Linked DNA regions of Bactrocera dorsalis: region 1 is linked to region 2. Evidence: chromatin contacts called from public Hi-C data. All regions are on one chromosome and are shown on one strand. The core of a region is the stretch at or near the end of the contact, and the rest is flanking DNA. Distances in the headings are between cores, read along the strand shown. Region 1 has its middle 23 kb from the start of LOC105230041. Region 2 holds the start of LOC105230040 (ribonuclease Oy).

Region 1 (3,624 bases), core at 802-3,301, 51 kb after region 2:
TAAAAATCTGACAGAGCCTACTTTATTATGAACACAAGAATTTGAAAGCACAAAGCATTCAATGAATGTCGTGAACATCAACGATTACTTGTCTTATGCGAGTTGTCCACCGGCCTCTGTTAATGACTATAATATCAAAAAAGTTAAGGAAACATTGCATAAAAATCCCCTTTCTGGCATCAGAGAAGAGTATTAGATCATCTAACTGACCGGTATCGTACAACCAGCTGGATCGATTCAACATATTTTGGTTAATGTTTTGGGTATGAAGCTTGTCAATGCTAGAATCGTATCAAAAGACCAGAATCGTTTAAAAACCCGGCATCTAGTAGAAATCACAAAAGAGAAGCTTAACAAACGGTCAGCAATATTTTAGCCAGTACCTTTAGGGATTCACGAGTAATTATGTTAATTGAACTTAATGAGACAATCAATTAATAACATTACACTGACTTATTGGATCGATTGTACGTCGAGATCAAAGCCGGGTGTCCACATTTGGCGAACAAAAATTTGATCTCTCATCAAGAAAACTCTCCTTAATTTATTCAGCTTATGATATGACCGAAAAATCGAGCGAATAACGCTATGAACTGCTTTTCCATCGACAGTATTCAACAATTTTGGTCCCAGCAACTATTTTCTCTTTCCCAGGCTCAAAAAGATTTCACAATAAGGTCGTCAATATGGAAACCAACACCTCGTATGTTGTTCTTTAAGCCGTGTACTATGGAAACGGTAACCGAATGTTGGAGAAACGTTGAGACAAATGCATTACTCTAGATGGAAAAAGTGTCGTAGAATGAAACCATATTTTCTTTACGTTGTTTTATTATTAGGTCTACGACTTTTCAGCTCATGTACTATTTTTCTTCCAATGATATTTCAGACAAGTAATAGCACTTGTGTTTGGTTTCCGATGTTGAATTGTAGGCGAAGTTAGTTTTTCTCTCTTCTGTTCATCCTTCACAATGCCATATCGAATTATTTAAGTCTCAGTCCTATCACCTTTTGTCTTCTCCTTTTGAATTTACCGTTATACAATAAAGTTTAAACCGAACCTCTTATTATTCTAGAGCAAAAGAACTGAATCACTTTTATGGTTTTGTTATTTCTCAGGTGGAACCTTAGCCAGTGCACAAATTTTCAGAACCTTTCCACATACAATCACAGCAAAGGTTTCAAAACGTAGGAACTTGGTCATGAGCAAGAAAAATATCATCCAGGGTAGCATTTTGACACGTAAGGCAGAGACAGCAATCCAAAATTCCTTTCTAGTTACTTATGCTCGAGAGAACTCGTCCAGCTATTGTTTCGAGGTTTCTAGTTAGCTTTCAATTATGTTCTGTTTTTATTTTTTCCATTTAAATCCCAACCTTTTCTTTGTAATAAAGGCATTAACACTGCTATAAAGTCATATGTTACAATTTGTTAGCAATAATCCCTCGGCGACAACACGCACCCAATCTGTTTAATATTCCGAATCACAAAAAAGTGAAATAGAACGTGAACAAGAACGATAAAATGCACACAAATGACAAACAAACAAAAATATTACATTGTAATCCGCTTAAATTAAAACGTATTAGCTCTAATTTGCATAATTGCCCTGACGAACCGGAAAACCAACAACGAATTAAAGTAAATACACCCTTCAAAGTTGATCGTCCCTAAATGCGTTGAGGAATACCTTCAGCACGTGATGACAATATTTAAAAATGTTTAACATAATTAATGTGTAGCAAGATAAAGACCGGTGTGCATCTGTATGTGTGTAGTAGACCCTCACGGACTGCTTCTAAAGCCTGCGCTGAGTAGCAACAAAATATGCCCGAAACGCAGAGCCTTGCCACCGCAGTGCCTTGGCACGAAACCAAAACTTTTCAACACACTTTTGGGGTACTCACGAAAATTAGGCCCGACTGCCGACAATTGACGTGCTTAATCAACCCTTAAATAACGCTAATTTGTTGCGAACCCTCACCTCTTCACCATCGCCAACGTTGCCCGAGCAGCACACTCGTAACCGCAACGTAAACAAAAGCCAAATGCTAGAAATTATCACACAATGCCATGCCCGCCGGCGCTGCTCGTAAACATCTACATATGTATGTATATACATGTATGTGTATGCGTGTGTGTGCTGTTGCTTTGTTGTGTCGAAACTAGGTGTGAATCCAAGTGTTTGCCCGCTTGATCGGTGCGTCCCTAGGGCCAAGAGCGTGAATTTCAATTTATTATTGCCTTATCGCCTCTAATTGGCTGAAACGCTTGCGGCGACCACGCAAAACTTTCACAAGCTTACGTGCATCCCTGTGTGTGTGTATGTTTGCATTAGAGCTTAGCTATGTCCAAATGTGTATAAATAGAAGTTGTTGGATGTACATACATACACACATATACATATAGAAAAATACGTAAGTATAAATTAGGCACTTATCTAGCTAAGCTAGCGTCATGCGTCCACTTCCGCTCTTCCCGAGCTTTATTGTCTCAATTTTTTCTTTTTTTTGTTTGCTAATTTTGTTGCTTTTAATTCGGTAGCAAAAATACAGTTTTTTTTGCGGTAGACCATGTTCTAATTGGAAAAAGTTAGGTTAGGTGGAAAGATTTTCTTATAGCTAAACTCCCGTACACTCGCTTGTAATAAACATAGAAGCAAAATTCGTAAAACTCTCAATTCTCTAGCGTTTTTAATAATATAACCTAACAAAAATTAACTAAATATTAAGAATATGCAAAATCAGCCCGAAAATGTTCTCTTCGAAACAATTTCTCAAATGTGTGGAGTGAGTCTTGATACAATCCTTTCATCCTCACACGACTGCCACTATTAATCTGTTTCCATCTAGTTGGCAACTTCATAATCCCCTTTTCGTAGAAGCCTCCCTACAGACATAAAAATGGGTATATCGAATTCCGAGGTTAACTTACTATAATGACTGGACTAATTTGCGAAGAACTCTGGCAGCCATTTTTCACAAGCCCCTTTTCAGTTCAACTTTACACTAACAAGGGCGTTCGCCATGAACAGGAACAGGTGGTAATCACTTGGCGCTATGTCAGGGCTATCTGGTGGATGCGATAAAACCTCCCATCCGAGCTCGTAGCTTCTGACGAGTCATCAACGAAGAGTGTGGTCTGGTATTGTCCTGGTGGAACACTACACTCTTCCTATTGGCCAATTCTGGAAGCTTCTGGTCAACCGCTCCAGTTGTTCGCATTAGATGGTGGAATTAAGCGTCTGGCCATATGGGAGCAGCTCATAGTGGATGACTACCTTCCGGGTTGGCCTTTATTTGGGACGATACACCGGCCTTCGACAACGACCTTTTTGGCTTGTTATTGTCGTATGTGATCCATTTTCGTCACCAGTCACCATCCGCTTCAAAAATGGGTCGAGTTCGTTCCGTTTCAGCAGCATATCGCAGGCGTTGATTCGGTTCAGAAGGTGCGTCAAATCATGCAGCACCCAAACATCAAACTTTTTTGTGTATCCAGCCTTTTGCAGATGGTTTAAAATGGTTTGGTGACTAACTCCCATCTTCTGGGCGATGTCACGAGATGCCACATGCAGGTCTAACTCTATGTTTTCCATGATTTGATTGGTATTCGTCGTTACAG
Region 2 (3,576 bases), core at 192-2,691:
CGGATGACTCTAACCGCCTTCTCCTATGGCCCGACCTATTCTAAACAGCACATTTCCTGGGATCTTTGGATGATTTCGATTTTCTAACAAAACTTATATCGAATATGTCGATCACTGGGAGAGTTATACATATCTATATAAATATATATGTATGTACATATGTGCTTGGACTCTGATCCCCTGGTTGACGTTTGCACCTTAAGGTACCCTGGCTTTCATTCCTGCAAGTTGCAAGAGTATAAAATGTTCAGTTGCACCCGAACTTAGCTCTTCCTTACTTGTTTTTTTTTTGTTTTTTGTTGACAATATCTCACAAACACTCACACATTCTATATATGAGCAATTAATATGCCTAACTAAGCACGATTTATTTACAGTATATGCAACTTAGGGTCTTTCAGTACAGAAAGTCATACTCACACATACACACACACATGTATTACTGTTGTTTACCGAATTGATTTTGCCAATATTCACATTTTGGCCACAAACACATACATACACACATAGGTATTTTCGGTCGAAATATTTGCATTTTCACTTCATGACATTGTTGTTGTTGTTTTTTTTTTTTTGTTCTTGCTTATGTGTGTCCACATATTCGTTTGTTACCGTTGCCCGACTTACCTAATCACGTCCAGCCACTGCGTGCTGAAGAGCAACGCGCCGAAAGTGAGCCACAAAGTACATCTTCGCCCCATTTTCACACGGTTTGCCACTGCTCCGTTCGGGTTCAGCGAATTTTGCGTATTTTTCAGCGAATTTCGATTTTTATTCGGCTTATTGATATTTGATATAATTTCAAGGTGTTTGCTTGTTAATATTAAAGTTTCGTTTTCGTTTGCGCTCAACACTGCCGCCTCTGCACCACTCTCGAACACTCTGTGTATATGTATAGCTATATACCTGTGTTTGTTGTTGTTGTTGGCCTGCTTTGTGTACCGTGTTGTTATTTTTTGTTTAGTTTATCTATTTAAGTTTTTTCATTTCGTTTTTTCTATACTTAAGCAATGCGCTTGGTTGTAGTTGCTGTCGTTGATATTGTGTGTATTTGTTGTTGTTTTAATTTGTTCATTGTTATTGCACTTTAAGTAACAAATAAATACGGCTCTCGCGTTGCGCACTAATTTTCTTCAAGCGTTTGTCGTCATTTCTTTAAATTTTCTGACATTTTCTCGCGTTTTTTCGTTTTTTATTGCTTCACTCAACATTCACTGACATTTCACTTTACAAGTTTATACTTTGTTTTCTGTATTTTTCGCAGCAAAATGTCAAAATACTTTTTTATTTCGTTTAGTAGTTTGCCTGTTTCAGCTGCGTGAAACAACCCGTTTGATATTCACTTAGAAAAAGGTACACATCGCTACCTACCTATGTACTTGCTGTATGCCTTATGACTTTGCTCTCTTTTACAGCGTCTTTGTACTCAGCACTTTAGTGGCGCTCTAATGTGGCACTAAATTTGGCGAGCGCATGTTATTTTGAACTCAACTGTAGTGCTTTTGGTAGTCTTCAGACAAGCTGGCAGCAGCAGCAACAAATAAACTGCGCTCTTCGGGTGAGCAGTCATCATCGTAAGAGCGAAGAGAGTCGCACATTTATTAGCGACGCATTAAAGGGGTTACTAAGAGCAAGCGCTCACAAAGATTGATACTAGGTGTTGCTTTACTATCAATAATATCAAAATTTTTGAAAAGAGATATTTTTTTGATTCGTTTTGGCATCGTTTTTTGTTGATGTATCTGTTTTCAGAAAAAAATAAAAAAAATTATTTTGCATGTGATTTTTACATCAGCTATTGCCACTTTTGCTCCGGATTCGTTACCATCGGAAAAGTCGAGATAGCGCCGTTAGAATATTAGGTATTTCTAAAGACTATTTACATATATGTACATAGGCTGGTTAGAGTTGCCAACTTTTTAAATAAAAATATTTCTTTAATTGCTATTTATAAAGTTATAATTAATTTTTTTTTATCAAATATTTGAATATTATTTTTAATTAAAAAAATATAAATTCAAAAGTAATTTTAAAATTTTTATTTCAAAAACATATTTTAATTTTTTTAATTCAGAAACATATTTTATATTATATACTTGGTATTAAATTTTTTTAAATCGGGTTTTTGGTTTAGATATTTAATGTTTGAATTAAAAATTTGAAAATTATTTTTAATTTAAAAAATATTTTAAATTTTTAATTCAAAAACATATTTTTATTGGTTTAGATATTGGAAAATTATTTTTTATTTAAAAAATATAAATTCAAAACCAGTTTTAATTTTATTTCAAATATTTTTTTCAATTATAAATTAGGGATTACAATTTTTTCAATTCCATTTTTGGATTTTAAAATTATTTCTAATTAAAAAAATTTTATTTCAGAAAAAATTTAAATTTTAATAATTTTTAATAAAAAAATCTTAATTCAAAAAGAATTTGAAAGTTTTAATTCCATTTTTTTTTAATTTTTTCAATTATAAACTTGGGATTATAACTTTTCAATTCCATTTTTGGATTTGATATTAAAAAATTATTTTTAATTAATAAATTTAAATTTTTTTTAAATTTTAATTCAAAAACATATTTTCAATGACATACTCGGTATTCAAATTATTATTTTTTAATTCGGCTTTTGGTTTAGACATTTGAAAATTGCTTTTAATTAAACAGATGTTGATTAAAAAAATTAAAGTTTTAATGAAAAAAAATTAATTATAAACTTCGGATTCAAATTTTTTTATAAATATTTCAAACCTATTTTAAGGAATAGAAATTTAAAAATATTTTTAATTGAAATTTTTCAATGCATTATTTGCAACCCTGCTCAGATTACATGAGTAATAAATAACAGTAAGTCAAAATAACGTTAGATCTGCTCCATACCGAAGTCGAATAATTCTAAAAATGGCAATGGGAAAAATGACATTTCTAAATATATATATTTTTTAGGTAAAATAATAGGTATACCCAATAAATAAATTATATATAAACCCTACAAATATTAAATTGAACAAAAATATTAAAAAAAAATAAATCCGTATGGCAACTCTCCTAACACCTGGGCTAGTACTTCATATAAATACAAATATACAAGTTAAATACTACCTGAGAGCCTTAAACACCCCTAAATTGCTGTTTGTATGTCGTGAAACAAAGAGAAATTTTGGTAATCATTTAGAAGAGAGTGAAAGAGAAAAAGTCTTAAATGCAGTTATTATCGTCATTTTATACCTCAGCGACCTCTATATTTTAAATCTGCAAGATATATTATCGGATATCTAAACCGGAAATCGCTTCTATACATCCTGTGATTCTTGACATACATATGTACTTAGCAAGATATGAGATCTTAATACCTCTGCCAATGCCAGGCATCTTGTTGTGTTGGGTGGCTTAAGCCGCAAGGCATACTCGGCATCTTCCAACCATTGTGAGTGGTTCTGCTTATGAAAGGCAACAAAACAATAACTACAACTACGGCAAGACCACAGCCATTGCAGACGACTAAAGACAGCGGCAACGACAACAGCGCCGGCCCAGGTAAGCGGTGTTGATGAGTTAAATGAAAAAATTG

Evidence for each region. Hi-C and Micro-C count contacts between places; a contact is called where the count stands out from the background.
Region 1: a contact with region 2 is called in a Hi-C map of whole body, with 2.8 times the contacts expected there. The contact joins the enhancer-like site here to the promoter of LOC105230040 in region 2. A contact is called at or near these places in 2 of 2 Hi-C or Micro-C datasets (both in whole body).

Annotation. Positions count from the first base shown.
Region 1 is chr5:20,308,825-20,312,448 of ASM2337382v1, forward strand. No RefSeq gene overlaps it. Among protein-coding and RNA genes, the nearest start is that of LOC105230041, 23 kb to the right of the region's middle. Within about 2 kb of position 2,052, the one cell type or tissue checked has open chromatin away from gene starts, as enhancers often do.
Region 2 is chr5:20,258,620-20,262,195 of ASM2337382v1, forward strand. LOC105230040 (ribonuclease Oy) reads right to left here and starts at 1,442. Exons shown (of 2, transcript XM_011210609.4): 1 at 628-1,442. The coding sequence starts at 701.